7 separate regions of the Mus musculus genome follow, and regions 2, 3, 4, 5, 6 and 7 are each linked to region 1. The links are chromatin contacts, called in public HiCAR-type and promoter capture Hi-C maps. All regions are on one chromosome and are shown on one strand. The core of a region is the stretch at or near the end of the contact, and the rest is flanking DNA. Distances in the headings are between cores, read along the strand shown.

Region 1 (2,770 bases), core at 182-2,681:
ACTCCTTTCCAGGACCTCTGTCCTCTTAGAATCTTGACTGTGAACTCCAAATGGTCTTTCAGGGTCTCATCATTCCTTCTTAATGCATCCGCCACCATGAGCCAAGAGCATCTCTTTCCCCCTTAAGTGAACCCGATGTCTATGTCTCTCTTTACTCAGAAACAGTCGTGACTTTGGGTTTTTACTGCTTCTGAAATAATAAAGTTTACAGTGCTGGATTCAAAGCCCTCACCGGATCTCACCGGGACAGCTGTCATTTGTTGGAGCCTTCCTGTTCTTTTCTGAGCTGCCCACTCTCCCTGCCACTCTATTCATGCTTTCTCCTCTGTTTAGATTATCATTTGTTCTTTCTATCATAAACCCATTTTCTGGTGTCAGTTTCAATGTATCCTCAAATACAACTAAACTATGGCTTATGGTTGTATGATCTGAGGCCTCCTTGGCCCATCACTCTCACTGACTGGCTTTTCAGGCTTCCTCGGACACTGGATTATATCCTCTGGTACTTTCCATTTAGTTTCCCTCACTAGGTAGGTAACTTCTTATAAAGCCAGTGTGTCATAATCCCAGGCTTTCAAATTACAGAGCAATCGTTTAAATTAATATTCACGTTTTTGGTAATCTGCAGTACTTTTGGGTATCAAAAAAATCTGTGGGTTTAAAAAAAAACAAAAACAAACTGAAGGTTGACCACCCTGAGATATTCCTGGTAAGGGCTTTTAAAGCTGTGTTCAGTATGTGACTTTTTCTTTATTTTCTAGATTTGTCATATTTATTAAGGACTCTCATTTATAATGGCTGTTCCTAACAACAGCTTATGTACATGACCTCTAGCTTTCACACACCGTTGCCAGTTAAGCTCACTGAGATTCTTTTTTAATTGAGCGGTTGGTTGCAGATTGTTATAAAAGTGGATTTTAAGACAGGCACTACATAAAAATTGACGTAAAATCTCTATATGAGGCACAGCAAACACACATTCTGACTTCCAGAAAAGTCTTCAGAAAGATATCAAAAGCAGTGTAAAGGAGGAGAAATGTATAAAAGCAGGTTATGGACTCTCTTTTAAACAATGAGAACCAAACCAAACAAACAAACAAGCCGGCACGTGCACCGCAATGCCGGGTCTAAACCGCAGGCAGGTCCCCAATTATCCTCTCACGTGCTTTGGGAACAATACAGGAATTCCCTAAAGCTGGACCCCAAACGGCCATCAGCGTGTCACTGAGACACAATCTTCTCCCAGGAGACGGGAACCGAGGAACGACAACCCAGGAGGAGAGCGGCGAAGACACCAAAGCTGGGGAGACCCCCGTCACGAACCTTTCTCAACAAAGCGCAACCGCAGCGCACCATGAGCTCCAAGGGGCAGGACTCCCGCCCGCAGAATCCGGACAAACTTCGGTCGGGCGCGCGTACTGACGTCACTACTGGTCGCAGAGGTGACGTCTCAGCGGATCCGCGCCTGCGTGCTGCATCGCGCTCGAGGAAGGTGGGCGTGTGCTTTGGACGCCTCTGGGTGCAGGAAGGAGAGTGCAGAGCCCAGATTCGTCTAAGTTGTGTGCAAGGGGAAGCAGGGCTCCGGGCAGGAGTCTCTGGAGTTGACGCTTTGAACGCTATGCGCTGGAGACTGGCCTGCCTCACAAACATTTTTATGGTAGCTGAAGAACCTGAGGTGCCAGGATTTTCTCACGATGAAAGACCCCTCCAACAGACACACTTGTACAAAACACCGAGAGCTCTAAAAGACTGCTGGATGATGGCTTGAGCAATTTTTCTAGCCAAGGCTTAAACTTCAGGAACCAGTCACTTAAAACTTGTAGCACAGAAGTATTGAAAGAAGTGTGACGATCTAGATTTTTACAAAGGATGATGTGTGCAGTGGAGGCAAACAGAAACCCCAACCTGGACTCAGCCGAGAGTTTTCACCTTTCATTTGAAGGCTGTCCTTGTGAGAACACGAGAGATTACATTCCAGCTTGGAGAGGAAGCTTCAGAAAAAGATCACTGAATGGCAGGCCCATTTCGCCAATCTTTCTGCCAAGTCTTTAAGTGAAAAAGGCACACGAGCGTACTAGAGGGGTCTCCCTTCACTGCTCATTTATTATTTTCTATCATTAGAATTATTAGGTTTAGAATCCTTGGCGAAATGTGACTCAGTCATGGTCACTGGCCAGGGCAGTGCAGCTGAGAGTAACCTTAAGGAATTGTTATGTTCCGTTTTTCAGTATGAGGTTGATTTAAAGTTAGTTACAGATAGCCCGAGGTCCTGCGCCTCTAAGGCCGCTTTCCTAGCTGGAACCTGGCAAAGGCTAGTCTTGAAACTCTGAAAATTGCAGTTACGGGCATTCTGCTACATGCCTGAGTCCTAGACTAGAAAACAGGACTCCAATTCATTTAGATAAGGTTCTGCATCCTAAACAATAGGATGGGGAATTTGGGAAAGGAGCGAGTCCTATTTGGAAGTACACAGTGTGGAAACTACTGCTCAGTCTAGATTAGTTTACTGTTCCTGGACTTTGAAGCTGTCATTTTCATTTAGATGTTTGGTTGGTTGGTTCTAGCCTCTGTAGATTAACATTAAATATTGACCCAAATGTCAGATGTTAGCCTCAATAAATATACTTACTATTTTAAAAACCAGAATATTAAGTTGCTGTTATCATACTTTTCCTGTTAAATCTAGAAAATGTGCTGCCATTTAAATTATGCCAAAATGTTTAGCCTAATGCACACACCTTCTAATGTTTATTTATGATTATTGAATATA
Region 2 (2,770 bases), core at 83-2,582, 2.9 Mb after region 1:
TGGATGCCACCTGTGATTACAAAAGAATCAGGCAACATTTTATGCAGACAAATTTTTAATTTATTTTACAAAAAATGTTCAACAGCTTTATTGCAGAAAGGAAACATTACTAGTCATAACAAATTAAGTCATTAGAATCTAAATGTTTTCCCTAATATTACCACTTAGGATGAAGGCAAACTGTCCTGTATGGTTTCCACAAAACTCTATACTGGAGAACAAGAGCTGAATCAGCAGAAAATAGTTATTATTTACTCCTGTTCCGTGTATGAAGCAGGAATTCTATAGAGCTGTTCTGGAAAACTTACCTTCTCATGGTGTAAACGTCATGTGGGTAATTAACAGGTCGGTGAAAACCCAACACAGGTGTTTCAAATATTTAAAGCTTATTTACCTAGGTAGCCACACACACTCATCTAGAATAAACAACCTAATTCTTAGGGGTTACTAAATGCTGGCATTTTGGTTTCATAGTTTGTCTAGTACTTAAAAGAACTAGACGAGGGAGTTCATGCACTTTGTTTACATATTAAGAACCTAAGCCCACTAAGGACTATGCCATCCATCTTTTATTTTAAAAGCAGATGAGAATCAAACATCTTCTTTAAACTTTCGAAGACAACCTGCACTTTAGTACTTAGTTACTAGACACACATGCACCTCTTAGGAATTTTCCCTATAATGAAAATTTTTTATATTAAACATTGAGATTGAAATCTGCTTTTGTCTATGAGGTTGAAACACACACACATACACCTCTCCGTCTCCCTCACGAGTGACGGGAACAGTCACAAATGGGCGTGGGCGCCTCCTCCGTGGGGCCGTCGGGGACCCGCGCATTGTCTGAAGCCTGCAGCCCCGGGAATGCCGGGTCGCTCGCGGCCGAGGCGGGGAGAGCATGAGGGGCCCGGCCAGCGTCGGTCCCTCACGGAGACCAACACCGAACGCCTCGCGGGCGCCGAGAACCCACAGAAACGCAAAAGCGGCAAGAGGCCCTCCGCAGGAAGACTCTCTAGAACCCTCCGTGGAACCAGCCAGGCAGGAAACGATTAAAGGGACCGCGGCGGGGGAGGGGCTCCATACCCGGGAGAGGTGCTTTGCTGTGGATCCTCATGGTCTCGAGGTTCATGGCAGCCACCAGGCACCTACATGCTGGGTCCGCACCGGGGGCCGCATGGAACGGCCGCGAACACAAAGCTCCCAGGGCCTCCCCGGCCCCGGCTCCGGCCTCGGCCTCGGCGCCGGGCCGCGCTTGAGGGCCGGTTCCGGCGCGGAGGCTCGGAGCAGGAAGAGGCTGTAGCTCAGACCCGGGAGCCGCGGCGGTTAAAGATTTGAAAACGCGTCACGCGACCGCGGCGCCCAGACGCGCTCCCCGCCCTTCCTACGCCGGGGCCGGCCTCGCGCAGGCTCCACCTGCCCCGCCTCGCGCCCCGCGGGCCCCGCCCCCGGATGCTGACCACGCCCCCGGCGCGCCAGCCCGCGGGGCCTCAGACCCGGCTCTCCCGCGTCCTCCTCGAGTTCCGGCTCCGCTCTGCATACTTGGAGTGTGGGGCAGCCAGGGCGGTGGACGCGGTTAGCCTCGGAGGCTTCACCTCGTGGTCGACATCACCTGCTAGGCTGGCTGAGACCCGGGCCTTGCAGTCGCCTCGCCACCAGGTACTCCAGTTAACCCTGTGTGGGACGCGGGGCCGGCCCTGGGCTCCCGCCGACCTTGCAGACGGGCCGCAAAGGTCCCGGGTGGCCGCGGTGGCGGCGGGGCCGGGGTCCACCCGCCGGATCCGACTCTCGCAGCCCTTTGGGTACTTTGTTCTGTACAGACCTGTTCTTTCTCTCTGTGTGTATAATTGTCCTTTTTGTAGCAATAAAAGAGTGGAAAATGAAGTCTCAGGGTTTTTCATCTGTAAAACGGGAATACGGGATTATGGTCAAGACGAAATTCAGGCGTACGTGATTTGTTTTAATTTTGCTTTGTAAATGAGAAAATGCCTCACAAAACTTGTTTGGAGTATACTTCTGCTCTCACCCATACAGACGTTATGCTTTGTACTGTTCTGCATTTCTTAACTCCTGGCTATAATAGACACTCCTTATAGTATTGATTTTTGATGGAGTACCCTCAAGACAGTCAGTACAAATAAGTATATTCAGGCACAGACAGGTGAATTGTGAGACTATTCGCCAAAGACAACATCAAGTTGGATTAGCATTGCTAAAAGAAATGATTTTGTTTTAAACAGGTTATGGACGGAGGCTGGAGCGACAGTCATCGAACTGTCTATCTGTATTAAACTGCTTTAGACAGTCGGAGCTAATTTGTAATCTCAAGAAATGTCCGGAGGAGGGAGCCAGAAAGGGAAATATGTTGAGACATTGTACTGATGAATTTGAATTAATATACATGTGCTTAACAGACCTTGAGAAGGAGGAGCAAACATTTTTTAAAAATGAGGAGAGGATTCAATTTTCAAAGCGTAAACTACGGAAAGGAAACAGAATTTCCATGTTTGTAAACTGGTTCAAATGTTTGAGAAGCACTAATACAGAGTAGAATTAAAGCCACGAGGGAAGGGGGAATGCCTTGGAGTAGAGCTTGTGAGATGAAGTGGAGAGTCAGGGGATGAGGCAGTGCGAGTGAGGAGAGGGAGAGCAAGCTGAGTTGGAAGAGACTGGGAACAAATCTTAATAATGGTGGGGAGGAATGGAATTTTTTTACAGAATTGGTGGTCCCAGCTTCCCAGCTAATCTAGGAATTGGATAATTCCGAGGCTCC
Region 3 (2,770 bases), core at 133-2,632, 2.8 Mb after region 1:
CAGCCTAGTTTTCTTCTCCTCTCTTCTTTCTACAATAATCATCCTGGTTTATAATGTTTTCTCTCAGAGTTAAAACAACAAAGATGGTGATGCATATCCTGCCTAAATAGACTCCTCCTACCCCGTGCAGTTTTCACTTGACTAAGGAGATAGGGTCTGTGCCTCTTGTCCCTAGCTCAGGTTACAGGGCTACTAGGAGCATCCAATGCCACCCCTACCCCCTAGCACGTCTGCAAAACATTGGCCTACCCTTCTTTTGGTTCCTTTTTTCCTCCTTTTTGCACTTACACCAAGAGTATCATGCAGGAATCAAATTAGGACTGTGCTCTTTTCACCCGGTACACCGCATTTCCAGGGCAACCCTAAGCAAACGCGGGGTCCCTGGGCAGTGTGGAGGACCATCTCCCGAACCCCGCCACTCACCTGCGGTCCGCCAGGGTCGCCCCGCACCCGCGTGTCGAGCTGGTTGTGCTGAGTTTCATCCTCGCCGCCCAAGCGATAGATGAGGCGCAGTGGTATGATGCTCTGGCGCTCCAGGAAGCGGTTTTCTTTCCCCCTCTCCAGTCCTTTCAGTGAGGCGACTCCTTGCAGGCAGGCAGGCAGGCAGGCAGGAAGGAGGGAAGGAGGGAAGGAGGGAAGGAGGGAAGGAGGGAAGGAGGGAGTAGAGAGAAACAGCAAAAAATAATGACCCTGACCCACAGTCCTCCATCCTGCACTCCTCATCACCTTATTCCCCGCCTCCTCCCTCCTGGACCTAACTGGGAAGGACGCAGAGACACCAGCTGGAAAGCCCTGGAACCAGCTCTTTCGAGAGCATCTCTGGGCCCAGAAACAGGGCACCCCTTTCCCGTTTTCCTGAAGGAGACTCTTCTTTTGCAGGAGGAAAGAGAAAAAAAAAAAAAAAAAAAGCATTTGACCCCAGATTGCTGATGCATCCTCGGGTCCCCCACACATGTGTGCTTACACCCCTTCCTCGCCGACCTTCAAAAAATAAAAATAAAAAATAAACGACGGCGCACTGTGGAAATGCGGGTGCGGCTTTTAGAGGGTCCTCCAGGCTCCAAAGAGTCCTGGAAACCCCGGCAAATGCGAACTTACCTGCCCGACCGCAGCGCGCCAGGGGGCAGGTCCCCAAGACGCAGAGCAGCCAGAAGGACGCGGCCGCCGCTGCCTGCATGGTGGCGGCGCTCAGCTGCTCTTGCCCGGGCCTGGGGCTCGGCCTCCCAACCGCCCCTTCCCAGCTCGAGCCGCTACCGCAGCCTCCGTGGCCTCAGTGCTGCATTGTGCCTGGCGAGCGCTTCGGTGGCGGGGGCAGCGAGCGAGCGCCGCTTCGGGCGCCAGCCTGTAGCTAAGTGGCTTCTAGCGCCTCCCACCTCATCCCCAGGCGGAGGCCCGGGCTGGTGGCCAGCACAGCGGGGGGAAAGAGCCGGGTGCGCAGGGCCCTGGTGGTGCACTTGCCCCACGCGCCGCACCCGGCCGCGCGCACCAGAGTAGCTGGGAAATGTAGTTCCCTCCCCGCACAGCTAGCTGGTCTCTAAGGCGACGCTACCATAGCCACCCAAAACCCAAGAAGTAGACTGCACACCAAAGGAGGAGAGGTGATGGAGGTCACCTGCACAGTGGCCGCACCCCGAATTCGCCCCCAAGTTCTGCGAAGAGCCACAGGGTTGCTCACGAGCTACTACTATTTCTTGTGTTTCCAAGAGACCATGCCTTGAGTGCAGGACAAGTCAATTTTGCCACAGATCTGGACTGAGGGCCTACTGTGTGCTGGGCGTGAGTCACACATTGTGAGGTGCAATTAAGAAAAGCCTTTTTGGTAAGAATTTTCCCAAGGCGGTTTTCAATGCTTTTATTCCTATGAAGTATTTTGCTGACAGGTGTGTCTGTGCACCTGCCATGTGTATGCAGTGTCTATGGTTGGAGGCCCAAAGAGAATGTTGGGTCCCTAGGACTGGGGTTACAGAAGGTTTTGTGGGTTCTGGGAATCCAACTCATTTTCTCTGGAGGAACACTTAGTGTTTTAAACCTCTGAGACATCTCTGTCCATTCTCCACGCCTTTTTTTGAATTGACATTTGATTTCATTTTAATTTTGATACCTAAGGGAGAGTGGTTAACCCAACTCCAGGAGAATCAGATGTCTCCCAGAGGTCTAGGAAGACTTGTGAAGAGTGAGTCAGCCGGATACTCTGTGATATGTTTGCTTCCTCCTATATCTGTCAGCTTCAAACCTGCACCAGTAATAGATAAGGAAAACGACTTTGTCAGGCCGCTTTCCCTACCTAGGGAGTGGCACTATTCAAAAGTGTAGCCTTGTTGGAATAGGTGTACCGCTGTGGGTGTAGGCTTTAACCCCCTCCTCCTAGCTGCCTGGAAGCCAGTCTTCTCCTAGTAGCCTTCAGATGAAGTCATAGAACTCTCAGCTCCTTCAGCTCCTCCTGCCATATGCCTGCCTCCACACTGCCATGCTCCCATCTTGATAATGGACTGAACCTCTGAACCTGTAAGCCAACTCCAAGCAAATATTGTCCTTATAAGAGTTGCCTTGGTCATGGTGTCTGTTCACAGCAATAAAGCCCTAAATAAGACACTGCCCCTCTCAAATGTTAGAGGCTCACCAGGATGAAATAATAATAACACACATATTAACATAATTAGAACTTGAGCTTTATAGATTTTGAAATCTATATATTGGCATTTGATCCCCAGAATAAAAGAGAGAGAGAGAAAGAGAGAGAGAGAGAGAGAGAATTAAGAATTAGATCAAG
Region 4 (2,770 bases), core at 194-2,693, 2.8 Mb after region 1:
TTTTTCTCTGCTCGGCTTTTCCTTCTGAGCCCTTGGTCACAGAAACGGAATAATTTCACAATGTGTGAAGCTACCGTGTTGGCAATGACGTGCACATTCCTGACAAAGAGCTGCAGGTTCTAACCAAAGGCTCCTACGCCTCCCAGGTTTGCATGCCCTCATTTCACCTAGGATGGTGTTTCTCTGATGCTGTTACTTTTTTTCCAGCCCAACCTCCTATGGAATGAATAATGTGTTGGGCTAAGATCAAGAAACAAGTGAAAAATGATCTCATAAAATAGTCATCTAGCCAGCCCCGGGGGAACAGGCCTGTAATTCCAGCTACTTGGGAGGCTAAAGGAAGAGTACCATAGTCCACGGTCTGCTTGTATTACAGTAACTCAGGCCCAGCCTAGGATAAAGATCCAACATAAAGGAGCTGATGAGCATACTCAAGGTCCCAGGTTCAAACCCAAGTGTCTCTGTCTCTGTCTCTGTCTCTGTCTCTCTCTCTCTCTCTCTCTCTCTCTCTCACACACACACACACACACACACACACACACAAACACACACACACAAACACGCACTCATGCACACACACAGAGTCATCTAAATGAATGGAGTTTGATGCTCTTGGCTGTTATAATCTGTTTTAGTCACATAATAGAAATTTTTCTCTTTCTTTTCTAAGTTCAGTTCTACAAAGTGAAAGACGTTCTAGAGATGCATGACTGTGATGATGAAAACGCATGAATAACTACACTGCACTCAAGATGATGCTTCTCACAGTGCACATCACCACAATAAAATGTTATAAACATGCCAAACATTTGGTTCCTAGAGCCTCTGGATTCCGTAATCCTAGACATGTGATCAATATTGGGCCGTACGTCCTACCTTCCTTCCTGATATAATCTGAAAAATAAGCTACTAGAGTTTTTTCCTACAATATAAATTTATGGCAAAGATCTTCAAAATACAAAATAAAGTGGTTAATTTTTTTTAAAGAAAATGTAGTCCTTTCTTCATTTGTTGTGCACATTGCTCAGCTATTTCTTGACTATCTTTTTAGATCATAGGCATATTTTCTTCACAGACAAAAATAAAATAAAAATGACTTGTTCACTAGCCATTCTTTGATGCTGTAATATACACCCTAAATGTCCTTTAGGAAGTCATCCCTGCCCAATTCAGCATCTGTGGGTTGGGAAAGGCAGATTCCACACCCAAATTCAGGCTGGTCTACAAGAGCCCCAAGGTACTGCAAGGTTACAGTATCAGGTTTAGTGATGAGCCTGTGACTCTTCTGGAGTGGGATGAAGCCAATAAGACTCACTGAGATAATGAAGCAAATACAGGCATTCCTTCCCCCTCAGCTGAACTTGAAGGCACACATACACAGCGAGTTAGAAAAAAAGACAGAACACAGCAGAAATGAGAGAGAGCTAGACAGAAATCAGAATCGCAGGCTGCAAACCAAAACAAGCAGAACTCCCTGGGACATGACTCACAGGACTCAGTCCTTTCTCCCTTCCCTTGTGAGTTTGATTTAAAGTGTTGCCAGATATCAATAAGCATCATCTGCAACTACCTAGGAAAGCTGATAACATACATTATCTTTACATAAGTTCTCTGTCAGTTCAAGCAGAGCATTTGCCATTTTAAAGTCAAGAAGACTCACTTCCAGAGATTATGCAACACGGAGAACATTGCATAACTCATCACAGAGCTACTGCCCACATCTAGGTCTTTTGAGTCACAATGCTGTCATGCACTTGGCTTTTTCCTAAGAGGCACATCCAAAGTGCCCATCTCTGAATATTTCCACTTGTTAACATTTCAGCCAAGGGCTAGACTGCTTAGGGCCGATCCACTGATAAATAAAGTGTATTACAGACAGTAAGGATGGGGGTGGAGAGGAGTCCCCCACACACTATCTACAACACTAGAAACTTGGTCTTAAAAACAAAGTCTTTAGGTGACAGAGTACCATGCATCAAGTCAAGCCTTGAGCCTTAAAATCTCATCCTCCCATTTGAAGTACAGCACACAGACCCATAGGACCAGGAGGGTCATCCTCTCTCTGAGAGTCCGTGGCATGCGAGGTTTCTGAGCAAGAAGAGATTCCTCATTGCTGAAAGGTAGTTTTTTTGGATTTCTACTGCTTTTCATGCTCCTGGCCAGTGTTGGCCAATGGCTTCTACATTCTTTTTCTATATGTGTCTTTACCCTTTGAACCAAAAGACAGGCAGGTGTCCAAGTATTAAGCTCTTTTCGATTTTTCTTGAGGATGTCACAGGAAATGTAGCAGTTCTCCTAATTCTCAGAAGATAGAAGCATTTGTAAGACACAACAATGCAACCTTAATGACTGGACCAGGAGGCTAAACGCAAATGAGTGGGAAACAGAGGAATTGGCCGCTGTCCTTCCTGCTATGGTGAAAATGAAGCCCAGGTCTCTTCTTTCCTATCTCACCCCTGCTTTATTCCCCCACCGACCACAAGTAATTAAAATTGTATTTATCCTGATAAAAGAAATATGAACTTCTCTAAATTGTAGAAAAAAAGGGCAAGTACTCAAATCATCATTAGCATGGTCATCTAATTCAAAGCTTCTATTTATTAATGATTTTGTCAACTAAACTGAAATCCAAAATCACAAAATTTGTCCCCAGGTTTTAAAACTTTAACCATCATGAATAATGCAAGCATAGAATATTGTCTTTGTGGGTATAAAAACAAAATAATAGATACAGAATAAACACATTAAAATCACTAGTCTTCACATATAT
Region 5 (2,770 bases), core at 72-2,571, 2.5 Mb after region 1:
GCAGAAAAATCATAATATTAAAATATATGATTCACAGAGAAGCAATCTTTTTTCACAGCAAGCTTAGCTTTGAAATATACAAAAATTAAATACTATTCAATGCAGCACTTATATTGCCAATTTATCTTAATTGCCTTTATTGAAGCATGACAGTACCCTTTTTCTTTGACTACCAAGCATGACATAAAGCTCACCATGTGAAAATATTTTCAATACAATGCTTAGTTTCTTGAGCCATGTGCAACATGATCGGAAAAACCCTGGGGTTTCTCCCTGGATTTCGAGTCATTTTATTTTGTTTCAATTCTGTGGCCTAATTTTTTTTTTTTAATAAAACACAGGTTCTGAGCATATGACATTTTGAAGTAAAGCAATCAAAGAACAAGGGATACTATTTTAACATTCAAGAAAGAAGGAAGAAGTAATCAAACCTGCTGCAAAATAATGAAATGTTCTGACTAATGGAATAATGTGTGATGGAACAGGTGGAAATCTGAAAATGCGACAGAAAAGCAGACCTCTTCTTAGAACTAGATGCTGAGTTTGTGCTGCCTCCGGGAGGAAAGTCGCTATAAAAAGAGTCGCCATCGCCAGGCTTTTTTACATAATCTCCCTGGGGTAACTGTCTAAGGCATAATAAACATTTCAGAGTCAGAAAACAAGACACACACATGAACACAGACATATACAAATATTATTTCAAGAAAAAGGGAGGGGAGGGATAATGGTCTACATGATCAAATCTATAACACATGAGGTTATTAATCAATGCGACAAGTTCAACTCATTCCAGCTGTGGAGGTCAGAAATGTAATCATGGAGACTTTGTAGGGTGGGTGAACAAAGCCTTTTTTTTTTTTTTCAGGAGAAATATGGAAAGATGAGTTATTTTCAATGCGACCTCATTCTACCTAGAGATGTTAACTACAATAGCTTCTGTCTCTTAAAATGATATTGAAGATGTGTTTGTACATTCCTTGCTCCAATAAAGCAGGGCATTTTTTTCAAATGTGATGAATAAATTCTTTATCATTTGAAATACACTATCACCTTGATTTGGTTTTGAAAGACTGCATTGCTTATTGGTATTCTATAATTAAATCCAAATCAAACCTCATTGGAATTTGGTGTTCAGTTTGCAGCTTCATTATTTAAAGGAAGTTTAAACGAATCAAACTTGAATCAAAACTATAACTTTATACCAGACAGCAGAATGTGTTAAGGAATGTATTAGAGGAAGAAAGGGTTGAAGAGTAGCTGAGCTTCTTGGAGGACTATGGAAAAGCATCTATGACAGATGGTGGCCACAGTTGGCTATCTCCACCATAGCAGGAGGGAAAGGCAGGACCATCTGCTTAACCTGGGCTGCAGAAATTGAAGCCATTTGTCTCTTTATAAATGAGTCAGGAAGTCTCACTACCTCTCCTACAAGAACTGGAAAGACACCTTCAATACCCCCAACCCCCAGACAACTCTGCCTACAGCCAATCAAATCATTTAATGCATGGCCTCAAACAGCCAAATGCATCCAAATCTTGATCACTTTCGCTCATGCTATAGGTGGAGGTGTCAAAAGCTAGGGACAGACTAAGGATTTCCGACAGGTACACATCAATAAGTCTCCAACAAGCATAAGTTCCTAAGTCCCTTTCCAATTCAGTTTCTGTTAGTTACCCTGACTGTCTGTCTGCAGATACCAAGCTTTAAGCCTCACATCCCCTTTTCAGACGTTCCCTTGATAATATTGATTCCTATGGTGTTGAAATGTTAAAATGTTGCTTCTGACTAAACATCCTCTCCTACATCATTTGGATAACTTATACTCATAGATTACAAATCTGAAAAGGATTGCTCAGTTGATACAAATAAAGCGTGGATTTTACTTTCACCCTGAGTGATCTTTTTCTAGCTCTCCATACAATAACTAGGGGGGAAAATTCCACTAAACTAGTTTCTAAAACTAGCTCCAACCTTGACTGACAGAGGTATCACAAAAATAATGGAATCAGATGTGGAGTTAGAAAAGTCCCAGTTTAATATAGTTCTAGGATACTTCTTCCTTCACCATTCTGGCCACACTGTAAAAGTGACTTCACCCTAAAAGTATCCAGAACGCTGGTATTACTTCTTAGCAGTCACCTTAAAACCCCACAAGGAATAGAAGTAACTTCCCTAACATGGTAAATGCCGGTAACACATGATCAATTTCCTCACAGCTTTCTTGAGAGTTTTGGACATCCTTCACTGTCTGAACACTTATCCTTTCTACAGTACCCATTATATGTTAGTAGACCACTACTTCTCACTTATCCTTTCTACAGTACCCATTATATGTTAGTAGACCACTACTTCTCACTTATCCTTTCTACAGTACCCATTATATGTTAGTAGACCACTACTTCTCACTTATCCTTTCTACAGTACCCATTATATGTTAGTAGACCACTACTTCTCGCTTATCCTTTCTACAGTACCCATTATATGTTAGTAGACCACTACTTCTCGCTTATCCTTTCTACAGTACCCATTATATGTTAGTAGACCACTACTTCTTGCTTATCCTTTCTACAGTACCCATTATATGTTAGTAGACCACTACTTCTTGCTTATCCTCTCTACAGTACCCATTATATGTTAGTAGACCACTTCTTCTCACTTATCCTTTCTACAGTACCCATTATATGTTAGTAGACCACTACTTCTCACTTATCCTTTCTACAGTACCCATGTTAGTAGACCACTACTTCTCACTTATCCTTTCTACAGTACC
Region 6 (2,770 bases), core at 114-2,613, 2.4 Mb after region 1:
TGAGTGTGTATGTGTTTGTGTTGTCTGTGTGGTGTGTATGTATGTGTATATATGTGAGTGTATGGGTATGGGGTATGTGTATGAGTGTGAGTGTGTGAGTGTTTGTATTTGTGGTGTGTGTAGTATGTGTGATATGTGTGAGTTGCATGTGTTTGTGTGTGGTATGTGTATATATGGGTATGTATATGTATGTGAGTGTGTGTGTTATATGTGAGTATGTGGTATGTGTGAGTATGTGTATATGCGTGGTGTGTGTATGTGTTGTATGTGAGGATACATGTGTGTGTGGTATATGTGTGTATGTATATATGTATGTATGTGAGGTATGTATGTGAGTGTGTGTGGTGTGAGTGTGTGAGTGTATGTGTGTGTGTGTGTCTGTAGTGGGGGAGTATGGTGTCTGTGTAGTCTGTGTGAGTGTGTACTGTGGTATATGTGAGCATATATGTGTGAGTGTGTATGTGTGTGTGTCCTCTTCAAATCTTTCATCAGTACTTTATAGTTTCATTACAAAGTTCTTTTCACCTTTTTGAATAAATTTATCCCAAATACTTTGCTTAGTTAGTTTTGATTTATTTTTCAGTTGTGTAGTAGAAATTCTACTAACTGTTATGTGTTGATCTTATATTCTGTAATATAACTGAATTTACCAATTTTAACGATGTCTTAACTGAATCTTCAGGGATTTATATATACCTCGGTCATGTCGTCTATACACAGCGATAGATGAATCCATGCTTTCCAGTGAGAATAACCCACATTTGCTTTTCTGTGACGCGGGGGTAGAGAGAGGAAGCATACGTGATCTGGAATCAGTTCGCTCTGCCCACCATCCATTCTTTGGTGGGTTCTGGGGCTCAAACTCATGTCCTGGCTTCACCAGCTGAGCCTCTCAGTTGCCTAAGCGCTGTCTGTTCCTGCCTGCATCTACATACTAGAATAGAACGTGCTGCCCTGTGTCGATGAAGGTGATACCAGTTCACGATTGTCTTTAGTAGCATGCATATCTAATTTAATTTTTAAAACGATAATCATTGTCAATTTCTCCTCAATTATACCAGGACCCCAACCAGCATCCCCTTCCTACCTGAATCATGTGACAGACATACCCTGTTCTGTCATCACCAAGCCTCTCTCTTCCTTACTCAGGTCTGTGCTGGGACTTTACAGCATGAATTCCCCAGACTCGTTTGCCCTCTGCCTTCCTAGTTTACTTTGTTGCTAGGAGCTCAAGGTGTGAAAGGTGAGGCAAAGCAGGCAATCATTCCTTCCAGTTTTCCAGTTCGGGGCGGCATTGGCAGCACATCTGCATCATATTAGCCCTCTACTTTTTCAGAAACACTTGGCATCAGTTAAAATGCTTCCCTCAGACATGAAGGAGCTCCTCCAGACACTGTAACCTCCTGCAAATGGGGGGAAAGATTATGAACAATTTAAAAATATTCAAATATGGTGTTCTTCTGCCACCTAATGGACAGGATTTGTAACTGCAACACCAGCAGCCCAACCTTTAGGGAATTTCAAAAAATTTCCTAAAGCTTTCTTCAAAAGCCCGCTCTCCACAAAATTGAAAATCTTAACGAATTTGATTGTTTTCTAGACAGATAACACTAAAGTTAAATCATGGTCAAGTAAACTATTTAAACAGCCCTAAGGAAATAGAAGGAGTCATTAAAAGTCTCCCAACCAAAAAATTAAAAATAAAAAAAAATTAAAAGCCCCAAGGTCAGATGGGTTTGCCATAGAATTATACCTATTTTCAAGAAAGAGCTAACACCAATAACCCTCAAATTATTACACAAAAGAGGAACAGAAAGAACACCGCCAAACTCATCCTGAGAAGCCACAGTCCCCCTGATACACAAAGCAGGCAAAGATATGACCAAGAAAGAGAACATCAGACCAACTTCTCATATGAACATTGATGTAAAAATACTCAATTAAATACTCTCAGACCAAATCCAGGAACACATCAAAAATACCATCCATCATGATCAAGTAGGTTTTATTCCAGGGATGTAGATATGGTTCAATATACGGAAATACATCAATGAATCCTTCACATAAATAGACTGAAAGAAAAAAATCATGTGATCATCTCATTAAATGCTGAAAAGGCCTTTGACAAAATCCAACATCCTTCATGCTAGAAGTCTTAAGAGAAATTAGGGATACAAGGCACATACCTAAATACAATAAAAGCAATATACAGCAAGCCAATATCCAACATCAAGTTAAATGGAGAAAAACTTAAAACAACTCCACTAAAATTGGTAATGAGACGAAGCTGTTTGCTCTCTCCATATCTATTCAACACAATACTTGAAGTTCTCGCTAGAGCAATAAGTCAACTAAGGAAATCAAGGGGACACGAATTGTAATGGAAGAAGTCAAAGCATCCAACCCAAAATTCTACCAGAGAACTCCTACCGCTGAGAAACACCTTCATCAAGATGGCTGGATACAAAATTAACTCAAAAAGAAACATTTGTAGCCCTGCTTTATACAAACAAAAACAGAGTAAGAGACAAGTTAGGAAGACAACACACCTTATAGTAGGCACAAATCATTTAATGTATTTTGGAGTAACTCTACTCAAGCAAGGGAAAGGCCCGTATGACAAGAACTTCAAGTCTCTGAAGAAAGAATTTGAGGAAGCTATCAGAAGATGGAAAGACCTCCCATGCTCATGGATCAGTAGTGTTAACATACTGAAAGTGGCCATTCTACCAAAAGCAATCTACAGATTCAATGCAATTCCCGTCAAAAT
Region 7 (2,770 bases), core at 112-2,611, 2.4 Mb after region 1:
GCTCAGCTGCCCTCAAACTCACCATACTTCTGCCTCAACCCTAGAAGGACTGAGTAGTTGCCACCACTCCTCTCTTCACAGGTAAGTTTTGCTTTTAAATTTTAATACTATGCACCTTGGGGAGTGAGAGGTAGGGGGACCCTCTAGAATGTGCCAGAGACCTGGAAGGTGAGAGACTCTCAAGACTCAAGGGGAGGGACCTTAGATGAAATGCCCAACAGTAAGGAGAAATGTGATTGCCATTCCACAGTCAAAAACTCCAACCCAGAATTGTCCCTGCCTAAAAGAACTGCAGGGACAAAAATGAAGAAGAAACTGAGGGAAAGGCAGTCCAGTGACAGGCCCAAATTGGAATCCATCTCAAGGGGAGGCTCCAAGGCCTGACACTATTGCTGATGGTGTGCTTACAGACAGGAGCCTAGCATGACTGCCCTCCAAGAGGCCCAACAAGCTGCTGACTGAAACAGAAGCAGACACTAACACCCAACCAGTGGACTGAAGTTGGGAACCCCTGTGGTTGAATTAGGGAAAGGCTGGAAGAAGCTGAGGAGGAAGGTGACCTCATAGGAAGACCAGCAGTCTCAACTACCCCAAATCTCTGTGGTCTCTCAGACACTGAGCCACCAACCAGGCAGCATGCACCAGCTGGTCTGAGGCCCCATACACACATACATCCTCTTGGAGATGGGTGGAGTTGGGGGGTGGGTAGGAAGGAAGGAATAAGGAGCTGTGGGAGAGTGGACCAGAAAGTGGATAACAACTGGACTGTAAAATAAAATTAAATTAAATTAAATTAATTAAAAATTTTTTGATACTATACTTACCCAGTAAATCTATTAGTATTCTAGGTGTTCACTAGAGGTGGGTTTTGGCCCTCTGCCGATCTAAATGCATGTGACACTTTCTTAAGAAATAGTTGGTTGTTGCAGCTTACACAGAGCAGTATTGGAGGAGTCCTGAACATCCAGTGGCTGAAATGCAAAGATGCTATAGACACACTGGACAGAACAGCACCTAAACAGAGAACTATCTGACCCTAAAGTCAATAGCACTGACTATGAGAAACCTCCACCGGATGTTGTAACAGAGATAATTGTATTTACATTTCTCAAATTAGATTTGGAATCCTGGCTAGAACCCGCACAGGAAGAAAACTTCTGTTATCATATCTATTCCAAAGCTTAATTACTATTTTAAGTATATCTTCACTACATGCTTTAGAAAGTAAAAATGTGATTGTGGCTCTTTTTTTTTTTTATGTGCTTGAGTTTAGTGTGCTTTGCGTTTTGTCACTAGGAAGCTGTTTTGTTTGTTCAAACTTCTAAGTCAAAAGATAATAAAAGTCTTCGCAACAAAAATTGCTCAAGAGTTTACAAATTCTTCTCTGACACAAATCATGACCAGAACTGTCCTTAGCCCTGACGTTCTCTTCTGTTCTGTTTGACGCCTTATTTGAGGTCACGCCCCAGATGTTAGCCAGATAAATTTAAAGTACAATTAAAAGTGTCAGTCATTTTCATCTAGGATGGCTCGTGGTGTGAAGACGCAGGCCTCGCTGACAAGTGTTCACGCTCTTACTATAACCTACTAGGGAAACTGCAGCTAAGCAAACCAGGTAAACATTTTTAACTCATTGAATCACCCCACCATTACACAAAATTTTCTGGTTCAGTGCTACCATTGTAAAACAATCTTGCTTTATTTTTTTTTTTTAGATAAATTCTCTTTCAAAACAAAACAAAACAAAAAACTTGACTATTTAATCCTGGTCAAGTGGAGATAAGAAGTAAATAAAATCCTGACATGAGAATCTATTGACACCCCCTCCAGCCCCCCGAATGCACTGGGGAATCTGAAATTAACTAAACGAGGTCAGCAGGAAACACAAGCATGGGAAAACTCAGAACTTTAGACTTGGTCGTCTAGGGAGTAATGCCTTTGAAAAAACAGTACATTCTAGAAGCAACATTTCATTATTTTCTGGAAGGAAGAATAAGTAAGATTTTTATCTAACACGACCATTTTCTAACATGGTGATTACAAGTTGAGAAGAAAAGCTTCACAATAATGTAGAGATACCCTGTATCAACTTATATTAGAATATGCTGTTTATATTGATGTCCATGCACATGGTCTATTCACAAAATGCTTTTAAATACCTCTGTGGCCATATGTGTGCTTAAGGTAGCTCTGTCCTCTCTGGGTTTTGTGCCACATAGAGCACACTACAGATGCCTTTGGGAAAATGCTCTCAGAGAGAGTCACAGTTTTTCTGGTTACACTATCAGCTAGGTCTTTCCCATGACTTCTTCATCTTTTAGATGTTGGTCCTGATGATCAGAGCCCCTAATATTTGAAACTAACTTATGCCTGACCTATATTCAGATCTGCTGCCCTCTGCAGGTGACCCCCGGAACTACCTTTTAAATGGCCCTCTGTCCAGGACACAGGCCCATCATATCACTGCCCTGAGGGACACGCTTGCTTTTCTTACCTTCTGGCACAGCCTTCAGAGAGTGGATTCAGTTCAGAATATGTGAGCTGGATTCTTTCTCAGAGACAGAGAGGTGTAAAGCCAACAACGGAAACCTTAGAACAGCATGTCCTGTGCTATTTTGTTTGTACATCAGCTGAGATTTTTCCTGGATTCAACGTTAGTCTTTCCTGCCCTTTTCAAGACTGACTAGAGCATATTCACCCTGTAGCTTTTAAGAAAAGAAAGAAAGCAATTCTAAGGACACTTATATCAAGTCACTTTTTTCCTGGTTTG

What was found. Promoter capture Hi-C pulls out the DNA fragments that hold promoters and counts their contacts. HiCAR-type assays count read pairs that join an accessible place to other places.
Region 2: a promoter capture Hi-C map of pre-B cells shows a contact between it and region 1. The contact joins the promoter of Dbf4 here to the promoter of Gtpbp10 in region 1. A contact is called at or near these places in 12 of 39 promoter capture datasets (the 3T3-L1 cell line, 3T3-L1-derived adipocytes, the HPC-7 cell line and 7 more), 1 of 484 Hi-C or Micro-C datasets (embryonic stem cells), 9 of 115 datasets of contacts at active chromatin or transcription factors (astrocytes, embryonic stem cells, epiblast stem cells and 3 more) and 3 of 9 other capture datasets (adipose tissue, embryonic stem cells and liver).
Region 3: a HiCAR-type map of astrocytes shows a contact between it and region 1, with 8 times the contacts expected there. The contact joins the promoter of Adam22 here to the promoter of Gtpbp10 in region 1. A contact is called at or near these places in 8 of 39 promoter capture datasets (cranial neural crest, embryonic stem cells, frontonasal cranial neural crest and 5 more), 2 of 115 datasets of contacts at active chromatin or transcription factors (astrocytes and embryonic stem cells) and 1 of 9 other capture datasets (liver).
Region 4: a promoter capture Hi-C map of hippocampal neurons shows a contact between it and region 1, with 8 times the contacts expected there. The contact joins the enhancer-like site here to the promoter of Gtpbp10 in region 1. A contact is called at or near these places in 8 of 39 promoter capture datasets (cranial neural crest, embryonic stem cells, hippocampal neurons and 4 more) and 1 of 115 datasets of contacts at active chromatin or transcription factors (stem cell-derived neural progenitor cells).
Region 5: a contact with region 1 is called in a promoter capture Hi-C map of second pharyngeal arch cranial neural crest, with 8 times the contacts expected there. The contact joins the enhancer-like site here to the promoter of Gtpbp10 in region 1. A contact is called at or near these places in 15 of 39 promoter capture datasets (the 3T3-L1 cell line, the C10 cell line, cranial neural crest and 9 more).
Region 6: a promoter capture Hi-C map of second pharyngeal arch cranial neural crest shows a contact between it and region 1. The contact joins the enhancer-like site here to the promoter of Gtpbp10 in region 1. A contact is called at or near these places in 21 of 39 promoter capture datasets (the 3T3-L1 cell line, 3T3-L1-derived adipocytes, the C10 cell line and 13 more), 1 of 115 datasets of contacts at active chromatin or transcription factors (embryonic stem cells) and 1 of 9 other capture datasets (liver).
Region 7: a contact with region 1 is called in a promoter capture Hi-C map of liver, with 8 times the contacts expected there. The contact joins the enhancer-like site here to the promoter of Gtpbp10 in region 1. A contact is called at or near these places in 11 of 39 promoter capture datasets (the 3T3-L1 cell line, 3T3-L1-derived adipocytes, the C10 cell line and 7 more).

What each region holds. Positions count from the first base shown.
Region 1 is chr5:5,558,110-5,560,879 of GRCm38.p6, forward strand. Gtpbp10 (GTP-binding protein 10 (putative)) reads right to left here and starts at 1,432. Exons shown (of 10, transcript NM_153116.2): 1 at 1,324-1,432. The coding sequence starts at 1,356.
Region 2 is chr5:8,421,384-8,424,153 of GRCm38.p6, forward strand. Dbf4 (DBF4 zinc finger) reads right to left here and starts at 1,333. Exons shown (of 12, transcript NM_013726.3): 1 at 1,084-1,333; 2 at 1-10. The coding sequence starts at 1,129. It overlaps Slc25a40 (solute carrier family 25, member 40), which reads left to right and starts at 1,455. Exons shown (of 12, transcript NM_178766.5): 1 at 1,455-1,656.
Region 3 is chr5:8,366,778-8,369,547 of GRCm38.p6, forward strand. Adam22 (a disintegrin and metallopeptidase domain 22) reads right to left here and starts at 1,383. Exons shown (of 31, transcript NM_001310440.1): 1 at 1,099-1,383; 2 at 424-584. The coding sequence starts at 1,177.
Region 4 is chr5:8,310,823-8,313,592 of GRCm38.p6, forward strand. All of the region lies in intron 3 of Adam22 (a disintegrin and metallopeptidase domain 22), which reads right to left. Among named protein-coding and RNA genes, the nearest start is that of Adam22, 56 kb to the right of the region's middle. Within about 2 kb of position 1,444, at least 39 of the 459 cell types and tissues checked have an H3K27ac peak or open chromatin away from gene starts, as enhancers often do. A contact at or near this core is called in hippocampal neurons, where this site is marked.
Region 5 is chr5:8,094,555-8,097,324 of GRCm38.p6, forward strand. It overlaps Adam22 (a disintegrin and metallopeptidase domain 22), which reads right to left. Exons shown (of 31, transcript NM_001310440.1): 27 at 519-626. Among named protein-coding and RNA genes, the nearest start is that of Sri, 39 kb to the left of the region's middle. Within about 2 kb of position 1,322, at least 5 of the 459 cell types and tissues checked have an H3K27ac peak or open chromatin away from gene starts, as enhancers often do. A contact at or near this core is called in second pharyngeal arch cranial neural crest, where this site is marked.
Region 6 is chr5:7,995,443-7,998,212 of GRCm38.p6, forward strand. No RefSeq gene overlaps it. Among named protein-coding and RNA genes, the nearest start is that of Steap4, 36 kb to the left of the region's middle. Within about 2 kb of position 1,364, at least 15 of the 459 cell types and tissues checked have an H3K27ac peak or open chromatin away from gene starts, as enhancers often do. A contact at or near this core is called in neutrophils and second pharyngeal arch cranial neural crest, where this site is marked.
Region 7 is chr5:7,909,775-7,912,544 of GRCm38.p6, forward strand. No RefSeq gene overlaps it. Among named protein-coding and RNA genes, the nearest start is that of Gm30835, 49 kb to the right of the region's middle. Within about 2 kb of position 1,362, at least 3 of the 459 cell types and tissues checked have an H3K27ac peak or open chromatin away from gene starts, as enhancers often do. A contact at or near this core is called in liver, where this site is marked.